Regions from separate parts of the Mus musculus genome. Here region 1 is linked to region 2. The links are chromatin contacts, called in public HiChIP or PLAC-seq maps. All regions are on one chromosome and are shown on one strand. The core of a region is the stretch at or near the end of the contact, and the rest is flanking DNA. Distances in the headings are between cores, read along the strand shown. Region 1 has its middle 15 kb from the start of Gm34470. Region 2 overlaps Sgce (sarcoglycan, epsilon).

What was found. HiChIP or PLAC-seq counts read pairs in DNA pulled down with a chosen protein or histone mark.
Region 1: an H3K27ac HiChIP or PLAC-seq map of embryonic stem cells shows a contact between it and region 2, with 6 times the contacts expected there. The contact joins two enhancer-like sites. A contact is called at or near these places in 3 of 115 datasets of contacts at active chromatin or transcription factors (all in embryonic stem cells).

What each region holds. Positions count from the first base shown.
Region 1 is chr6:5,575,841-5,581,017 of GRCm38.p6, reverse strand. No RefSeq gene overlaps it. Among named protein-coding and RNA genes, the nearest start is that of Gm34470, 15 kb to the right of the region's middle. Within about 2 kb of position 3,852, at least 5 of the 459 cell types and tissues checked have an H3K27ac peak or open chromatin away from gene starts, as enhancers often do. A contact at or near this core is called in embryonic stem cells, where this site is marked.
Region 2 is chr6:4,675,390-4,680,251 of GRCm38.p6, reverse strand. Sgce (sarcoglycan, epsilon) reads left to right here. Exons shown (of 11, transcript NM_011360.3): 10 at 2,142-2,185. Among named protein-coding and RNA genes, the nearest start is that of Gm38761, 23 kb to the right of the region's middle. Within about 2 kb of position 2,616, at least 9 of the 459 cell types and tissues checked have an H3K27ac peak or open chromatin away from gene starts, as enhancers often do. A contact at or near this core is called in embryonic stem cells, where this site is marked.

The DNA.
Region 1 (5,177 bases), core at 2,603-5,102, 900 kb before region 2:
ATTGCAGTGAAAGTTTGCATGAAGAGCATTTCAAGTTAGAGCTATAACTTTCCATGGGATGATTAGCCAACAGTCTGTTGTCATTATCTCAATTAAGGTACATAATAACCTTGAGCTCTTCAAGGCTCATGAGGTTCTCCTTATCCAAACATAATTGGGTGCCACGAGAGGCCAATTCAAATGTCTCACTTCAAACGGAATCCATTTATCCACTAGTTTATGATGAACTGTGTGTATATGATCGTGAGGCACACAGGGAGCTTAACCATAACAGTTTCCTTTTTAATTTTTATTTTATTATTGTTCGTTTTATGTGTATGGGTGTTTTGCCTCCATGTATGTCTTTGCACCACATATGTGCCTGGTATCTCAGAGGCTAGAAAAGAGGGTCTAATCCCTAGAACTGGTGTTATGGATGGTCATATGCCACACATAAGTGCTCTGTAAGAGCAGCAACTCGTTCTTAATCATAGAGCCATTTTTTTTGCAGATCGCAACACTACGTTTTAACCCATTACCGTGACACCTATAGTTTACCTTACATCAACATTATAATTTCAATTTTTATTAATTCTTTATGTGAACAAAGAGTAATTCAAGTGGAGTTTGAGGGGGGATATTTTTTTTCCAAGAAAATTACAAAGGAGTTGGAGGGATGGCTCAGCCATTAGGAGTACATGTTGCCCCTCCAGAACTCCCAGGAGTCTGATTCTCAGGACCCACCTGGTGGTTTTCACCCATCTGTAACTCTAGTCCCAGGAGATCTGAAGTCCTGTTCTGGTACCTCTGCAGGTACCGGACATACATGTGGTGCATAGCAATAATAGGGGCAAAACACTCATAAACATAAACATAAAAACTTGTCAAAAGAATTATAAAAGCCAGTAATAACTATATGCAAGGTTTTATTTTCAACACAACCATACGTGATTGATGATGTAAAATCCTTTGAGGTTTTCACCCATTTTCTCAGTACTTTAATAGAGAGATTAGTCTTTCAAATGCTTGTCATGCTATTGTTTCTGGTCAATTTATTTTCATGAACTGTTACCATATTTTAATTCTGCCTAATATTTAACAATGGCTTTGCACATGACTCAAATAGTTCCCCACTTTTATTGACTTAGTGACATCCTCAATAACTTGTATTTTCATTCCGTGTGTATTTGATATGCTTAACTGTCATTATCTGAAACGGCAGAAAATTTAAACATTGTGTGTGGTAGGAAAAGAGCAACCAACAAAAGGAGACGAGGCTGTGCAGGAGAAAGGTACTCAAGTTGGGGTTCCAAAGAAGAGGTGTTACCTCATTAGTTAACATTTCCATACTACGGCATACTTTATAGCCCTGTAAAGCCTTACGTTATGAGAGCATGGATGCTGCTGTTTTCTTTGGCTGCTACTTTACAGTAGGAGGAGAAAGCTGGTCCTCACCACAGCATCATGCAGTACGCTCAGCATCACACAGCTCCTAGTGGACAGAAGCACAGGCAAAGGCAGCCTGGAGCTCCTGTTCTCCTCAGAAGGGCAGCCATGAGCCAGGTATCCATGCACGTTGATTCAGCATGAGCATGGTCTACATGCCTGTAAAACACCAGGAGCTCAAATTTCTGCCATTGTTTGCTGACTCTTGAATGCTTTCCTCTCTAATATTTTTAATTTGTACTTTTTTTCTGAAACATATGTAATTCATGTAAAGGTTGCTTCCTGCTCCAATCCATAAGTTTTGATATAATAATCTTTTTGTTGGCCCACATAATGCATAGCAACACATTTAAAATGTTCTGAACAGGGTGATTACCTTTTGGTTTAGTTTTTTTTTTAAATTTCATTCTCTCATAATTTGAAAATATCTGCATAAAGTGGACTCTAGAACCAGAAGTGCTCATTTACACTGCTTTGGGAACCATTATGTGTCCAAGTTTGTTAAATATTCTGCATATGTGTGAAAGCAAATAGCATTTATACTCTTTGTGATTTCTCTAGAATTCCCTTGGGATTCTGAATTATTAAATCAGATCAAACTTGTTAATTTTTCTGCAGCATGTGATGAATATTTATAAATATTTGATGTTTGTGTTCTTATTTCTGAATTAATATCTGATGGTAATGAATTTTTCTACATTTGTGTGTGTGTAATGTATATACATGTTTGTATGTGAGTATAGAAATTCATGTGCGCACGTGCACGTGTGTGTGTGTGTGTGTGTGTATGTGTATGCGTGCTCATGGAGGCCATAGGCCACTGTTGGTGTCTTCTTTATTGACTCTTCACTTTGTTTTTGGAGAGAGGGTCTCACCAAACCTAAAGCTTGCAGTTTTGTCAAGATGGAACAAAGCACCTCTCTCCCCAAATGCCAAGGTTATAGATGTGTGCCATTGCACCCAGCTTTTTGTGGGTGCTGGGGATCTGAACTTGGTTTCCCTGACATCTCATCAAGCTCTCTTTAAATATTTTGTTCCTTGTTGCTATATACTGTACATTTTTACTCCTATGCTCATGCATTTTGAATTTTACTTACAATTTAAAATTATCAATTATATTATATTGTAGCCACATTAACTCTCTGTAGTTTAACATTTTCATGAGAGAATTTTCCTCTCTCTCTGTCCTATGTCTTAGTTTTAGTGTAACTCTTTTTTTCTTTTGTTTATGTACATGGGTATTTTGCCTGGATGCATGCATGTGTACCATGTGTGTGCAGTGCCCTCTGAGGGAGAAGAGAGCATCTGATTCCTTGGAATTGGAGGAACAGGCAGTTGTGAGCTGCCATGTAATTGCTGGGAATTGAACCTTGGTCCTATGGAAGAGTAGCCCGTGCTCCTATCTGCTGAGCTGTCTCTCCAGCCCTTTTGGGGAACTCTTACGGTAGAAGGATTGATATTTCTAAGGGTCTATCAATGTTTTTAATGTAATAATCCCTACAATTCAGACACAATTTCAGATCTCATCTTTCTTTCTTCCTTTCTTTCTTTCTTTCTTTCTTTCTTTCTTTCTTTCTTTCTTTCTTTCTTTCTTTCTTTCTTTTTTTTTTTTTTTTTTGGTTTTTCGAGACAGGGTTTCTCTCTTTAGCCCTGGCTGTCCTGGAACTCACTTTGTAGACCAGGCTGGCCTCGAACTCAGAAAACCACCTGCCTCTGCCTCCCGAGTGCTGGGATTAAAGGCATGCACCACCACGCCCGGCTTGATCTCATCTTTCAAGTAATCTCTTTTGTTGTTGTTTTGTTTTGTTTCATCGGGGTCCCACTATGTAGCCCAGGCTGCCCTCAAACACAGTACTCTTCCTTCCTCAGCTCTCCAAGCTCAGGGATGTAAGCATTCAACTGCCTTTCTAATTATTCTTTAAAAAATGAAACTGATGGTGTTACCATCCGTGATGATTTCGATGTGACATTGTCCTGAAAACAATATATATCTTTACATGATGGCGCTATTTACCACTTCCATGGCCCTTCCTGAGAGAGCATGTTTTAAAAGTCATTATTCATTTCTTGGTCTACCATTTTAGTGAAAGTGAAATCTGACCAGACAATCAGCTTAATCTGGAGAATAATTTCACATCTTCTTGTCCAGGGCCTACTCAGGTTGCAGTGTCAAAGATGGCTTAAGCCTCAGAAATGTATAATCTGAGGCTGGAAAGCTAAGGGAAGGCCTCCAGTCCTGGGAAGCCTGCGTTCCTGATTTGTTGATGGCTGCCCTCATTTGTTATGAAGGAAGTTCTAGCCAGCCCAATGGTGTCTCTTCTTGTTAGGGCACTAACCCCACCCTGAGGGTTCCATCCTCAACACCTCTACAGCATGTAGCTTGGAACGATCCCAGCACTCTATTCATGTCCTGTCTCATCTACCTGTCAGTGCTGACATCCAGTCTTCTAGTTCAGTAAGGACAAGGTGTGTAGCCTCCCACAAGCCTGAAGCAGGCTGAGCCAGAATTTGACCTTGCTGCCACTAGGGAGATTACCTAGGGTGGAGCCTTCCTCCCTAGATCATTCTATTGTTCAGCCACTGTTGCTGTTCCTCTTCAAGATACTGCTACCTGCTGAGAGGCCCCCTGGAGCTATTCCGGAGACTAAGCCCTATTCTGCACATCATCACCTGCAGCTGGTTCCAGGCTCCAAGGATGAATTGGCGGGAATGGACTTTCCCCCCTCCTTTATAAAGCGTGTCCGCCATTAAACTTTTGAACCTTGAGCATACTAGTTGTCTTGGTTCCATTATTTCTCAACCCGCCTAGGCTCCCTCTTTTCTTTCAGTTCCAAGATGCCTTCCAGGCTCGAACCCAGACATGAGAGCCGCAGGCCGGCCCCAACAAAGGTGCTCATTTGTACCTCAGATCCTCTAACAGCATCAACTTCTGCCTTGGGTATTCCAGCCTTGTGTTCTCACTATTGTACTGGAACCTAGGGGTTTCATGTGTTTCCTTGACCTAAGACAAAGCCTTATCCATGACATACAGAGTTCCCCCACATGGCCAATATTACTCTTCCCTCAGAGCAGGGACCTCTTCAAACCAGGTTTCACCACTGACTTGTGTGAGCTGAACAAATTTAAATCGAGTTAGAATGGGAGAAAGTAGAGATGCATAAAAATATCAATTCATCGCATACAGTCATTCTGAGAAGGAGCAATTAGAGACAGCAATGTGCTGCAAATTAGAAACGCTCAATATAGCAAAAGCAAACAGAGGTTCTCTAATAGTGGGTTTTAATTATCATAAATTGATATAATTTATTTTTGTCTAAGGATATTAAAGTATATTATAACTACATTATAATTCCTCAAAGAGGCCATGAATACTTCTAACCCAGCAACCACAGAACAGTAAAAGGCCATTTGGGATTTAATTGTAAACTAAGTATTATTGACTCCCCTTTTAGAGATTACAAGTGCACACCCTAGAATGTTTAAGCAGAGCCTTCTCAGGAAGTGTGTTAAGTAGTAAGAATGGTCAACTTCAATACTGCATTATCCAGGAACCCCAGCTCAGAAGTAAGAGGAAAAAGTTGCATAGATAAGCAGCCTTGATTGTAGGCAAGTTGTACCCTGGGGGTTGAGAGAGCAGAAGTCTCTTCTGTTGTCTTGCTATGCTCCACTGTCATTGGTTGGTTGGTTGGTTCTCCAGAAATGAAAACAAAAGGCGGGGGAGGGGTCAGTTCAAAAGGTTATTTGCTGTCAAG
Region 2 (4,862 bases), core at 1,367-3,866:
ACTAATAAGGCAATTTGGAGCAACAAAATACCATATGCAGAAAAATATACTGGCAGTCAGCACAACTGAATGCATAATAAGTGGCCTAATTATCACCTCATTTGGAAATGCTTAGAGACTGAAAACATGTAGAAGAGGTCCTTTATATTTTTATTTTCTGCACCGTATTTGTGTGTGGAACCTGTACATGCATGTTCCCATATGTGGGCACATGAAGAATGCATGTGTGTATGTGGAAGACTCAAAGGTAATACAAAGACTTCCTTGGGAACACTCTACCTTGTTCAGGGAGGCAGAGTCTCTCAGTCAAAACCAGAAGGGGCTGATCCCTAAACTAACTGCATTCTCCTCTCCAGGGGGACCCCTTGTCTCTGCCTCCCTAGAACTGGAATTATGGGCAGGCTGACACCCAGCAGGCACTGATGTGAGAGCTGGAAATCTGAATTCTGATGCTGTGCTTGTCCAGCAAGTGACTGATCCACTGAGCCATCTCCCCAGACCCCAAAGACCTGGTTCCTAAGGTGTCATTTTTTTTAAATTAAAATATTTCAGTACTGAATACATTCATATGGAATCTTTTACTCCTAAGAGTAGTAAGGATCCGCTCTATACAATTTTTAAAAAGGGCCAGCAAGATGATTTAGTGGGTAAAAGTATCTGCTGCCAAGCATAAATAACCTTTGTTCAATCCTTAGGATCCACATGATGGTAGGAGAACTGGCACCTGCAGGCTGACTTCTGAGTACACCCATGCGATGGCACACGTGTAGGCCCACAAATACACACAGACACACTTTTTGTAAATAATGTATATCTGCTGTAGCGAAGACAACTGCAGGTTCATCGAGTTGTCTCCCCCACCACCACAACAGGTTTTTTTGTTTTTTGTTTTTTGTTTTTTGTTTTTTGTTTTCTTTTGTTTTGTTTTGTTTTTGAGACAGGGTTTCTCTGTGTAGCCCTGGCTGTCCTGGAACTCACTCTGTAGACCAGGTTGGCCTTGAACTCAGAAATCTGCCTGCCTCTGCCTCCCAAGTGCTGGGATTAAAGGCTTGCGCCACCACCACCACCACCCGGCCAGGTTTTGTTTGGGGTTCTCATATAAGGGGAAGATCTCTCTCTCTGTCTCTCTTTCTCTGTCTGTCTGTCTGTCTCTGTCTCTCTGTCTCTGTCTCTCTCTCTCTCTCTCTCTTTCTCTCCCTCTCTCTCTCTCTCTCTCTCTCTCTCTCTCTCTCTCTCTCTGTGTGTGTGTGTGTGTGTGTGTGTGTGTGTGTGTGTGTGTGAGGCTACAGATAGTTTTCCGTCTGCTTAAGACATACTAAGAAGCCAGAAATTGAATTTGCTGATAGAGAGAAAGAAATAAGAAATATTGAGGTGTGTGTTACAGATCTGTGTCTTGGGAGGTCACTGGTCAGCAGTGGGTTGTAAGGGACGAAGAACTACATCAGAGCTGTCAGAGGCTCCAAGGGAGACATGAAGGTGTAAACGAAGGGGACAGATTTAACGAAAGCTGAGAAACATCCCAGTGATTGCCTTTGGGAACGGAAAGAAACGTCAAGGGGGACTCGAAACTCTTCCTAGTCCAGGCAGGGAAATGGCCTTTTTTGGCATGAAGATAGCATGTTTAGTGAATAAAGGTAGTGATATGCCTTCAAAGCTGTTATAACGTACCAGTGATGATTGTACGATATGATGATGTATATAGACATATGTGTATGCACAGATCCATACCGGTTTTATGATCTAGACCTAGTTTGAGATTGTACACATCAGTAATTTAATTGCTGGCATCACTGTGTTTATATCTTTATCCACTGTTATTAGCCGTGTGATTTTCAAACTTTAAGGCTATTTTCACGTATAAGAAAATAGAAAAACTAATAAGACCTATGTTTTAGAATCATGAGGGAGTTTTGTTATGGCATATGGTAAGAATTTCATGGACATTATCAGAGATTGCTATTTGTCTTCCTTGGTCTTCAGTTCTCTCATGTATGTGCATAGCTCAATGCCCCACAGGGTGCAAAACCTGAGCCCGTTATCTGAGTGATACCTCTCCGAGCAGATTTCTATCTTAATGTGTCTTGGTCTCTGATTACCAGTGTGCAAACACATTTTTACTCAATAATGTTAATCATTTCTAGGAACTTGCCACACCAGACTCAGATCCCTCAACCGCAGACTACAGGTGAGTACTAAGATGCTAATTCAGTGTTTATGGATGAGCTAATATAGTAAAAGATTGTCATAGCACTCTATAATTGATGACACTTTTGTCTTCATCACGGGAGGCAAAACAGTTGTATCATTCCTTAATTAGACTGAGGAGCTCAGAAGAGTGGCTTAGACTTTTGCATCAATGGGCCTCAGAACGACAAACAAATGGTAAATGATCTTAAAGCAGCAGTGTCCTTCCGTGGAGGTCTTGTCTAATTAAGAAAGATGCATTCCACTCCCTTTCTACATGGGAACTCCTTATTCTTCCCCTTGGTATAAAAGATTTTTAGCTTGGGTGGGTCCAGGATTTGTCTCAGTAAGTGATCAGGTTGAAACTGACTCTCACAAAGGGCAACCATTGTGACTAATTGCTGAGCCTTCAGGGCGATCAATGAGAAATGGTTGGCCTGTTTTAAAGCTGCTTTAAAAAGCCATTAGAATATGACCAGTGAGGACAAGATGATGGGCAAGTCTCCCTGGCTGTTCTCTTTCCCCAAGCCATGCTTTCTTTAAGTTCATTTCTTTCAAGTGTCCCTAAAAAATCTCCACAGCCAATTATTTCATTCATTCTTAACTTATTCACAATTGTCTACTAATTAGTGGTTGGTTCCTAGTTCTAATTGCCAGGCAACCAGTAATGCCTTTGTTCCTCTTTTGGAAAGCAAGAGAAGTTCTAAAAATGTAAGTTGAGTGTGGAATTCTAAGTATGAATAGTGGCTTTGTGGTGGGAAAAGCCATTAAGTGAGTCTCAAAAAAAAAAAAAATGCCAGCCACATTAGAAATGTATTGGATGTTTTCATTCAGAGTTATCTCCTCTATTACTGCTCTCGGGAATTTAAGGAGATTTTCGTTTGACAACTTTTCAAAGATTTGAGGCAAGTATAATAAAGTTTTTCATCAGATTTTAATTATAAGATGATGTTTATCAGAATTGTTCCTAGGGTTTTGATTGCTTCATTTAATTAAATGCTAATATGATTCAAGTAGACCATTCAATATATTGATGGGTGGTGTGCGTCTGTAAACATCCAGGGGATTGATGACGAAACAAACTTAGTTATAAATATTCGTCACTGAAAGAGGAAAACATTCAAGTTCTTACTTCTAATTTCATGGCTATCTTTTTAAAGAGAAAAAAAAATTAAAGGAACACGACTGTAACCAAACTGATAGAGCACCTTTCTCTCTAACCAAGGAAGTCTGTCTCTCCTGAGATGTCAGCTTTCTGACTCTTGTTCACTTGTGGCGTGCAATGAGTAGAAATCACAAAATTTCTAGGAAAGTTATAAACATTTTTTCGAGACTTGTGAAAAGCTAGATTTTTTTCACTCTCTGCCTCCTAGGAGAATAGAGATCTTGAATAGGTGCTGTTGGAGATAGTATCAGTAGATAATGGGACTTGTTTGATATGTTGGGGTGCTGTGCTCAGCACTGGGCAGCTTTCCTTGTCGGGAGCAGCACATGGGCAGAGCTGGGTACACTGATGAAGAAGGGCTTCCTTCCCCTTGGAGGTCTTTTGGCTGCTCAACCTCATTTTTTCCAATATTTTTCTAAAAAGATTTTTGGGAAAGTAGCATTTCGATGGAAAGAGTTCCTCCTTCTGGTTAGGGCGGACCTCGTACTCTCTTGTTTTCTGCACGTTGATGCGTGTTACAGACCAGACGGTAGGATCTTCTCGTGGGTGCTTTGCTGTTACTGTTTTCTCAGTGAGCCTCTCAAGGATCTGTGTGCAGAAGGGAGCGAGACCACCCTAGCACTGGGTGCTAACTAGGAGAGATGGTTCTTTCTGCCTCCCAAACATTTAAAGCATTAAAGGTGTTAGGCCTCCTGGGGAGGGAGCTGAGGGCCAGTTGCAGCCTTTATTCCTCCTCTAGTCATTTACATTAAGATATTGTTTTTTTTAATTAATTTATTTTATTAGATATTTTCTTTATATACATTTCCAATGCTATCCCAAAAGTTCCCTAGACCACCCCCCCGCCCGCTCCTCTACCCACCTACTCCCACTTCTTGGCCCTGGCGTTCCCCTGTACTGAGGCATATAAAGTTTGCAAAACCAAGGGGCCTCTCTTCCCAGTGATGGCCGACTAGGCCATCTTCTGCTACATATACAGGTAGAGATACAAGCTCTGGGGGTACTGGTTAGTTCATATTGTTGTTCCACCTATCAGGTTGCAGACCCCTTCAGCGCCTTGGGTACTTACTAGAGAGCTTCTCCAATGGGAGCCCTGTGTTCCATCTTATAGATGACTGTGAGCATCCACTTCTGTATTTGCCAGGCACTGGCATAGCCTCATATGAGACAGCTATACCAGGGTCCCTTCAGCAAAATCTTCTGAGCTTCCAGTTTATTCTGTTGCATCTGCAAGGCCCATTGTGTGTTTTTAAGAGTACCTTTGAGCTGCCCTGCTTGTCCCCCTCTTCATCTCAGCTCGGGGTGGAGGGGATGATCTGTGCATGATTGTTGTGAAACAGCAATGGGCTTTTTATTTAGAAGGGGCATGGGGACCCACAGGTCAACTCTTGGAGAGCAAGTCATTCTATTCTTAGCTGCCTATATGGACTTTATCAGCTGAAAGTTGATTTGCAGCCTGTTTGGCGCAGTTAGCTATTTTCTTTTAAATTTCCATCGAAAGTTTACAAGTGAA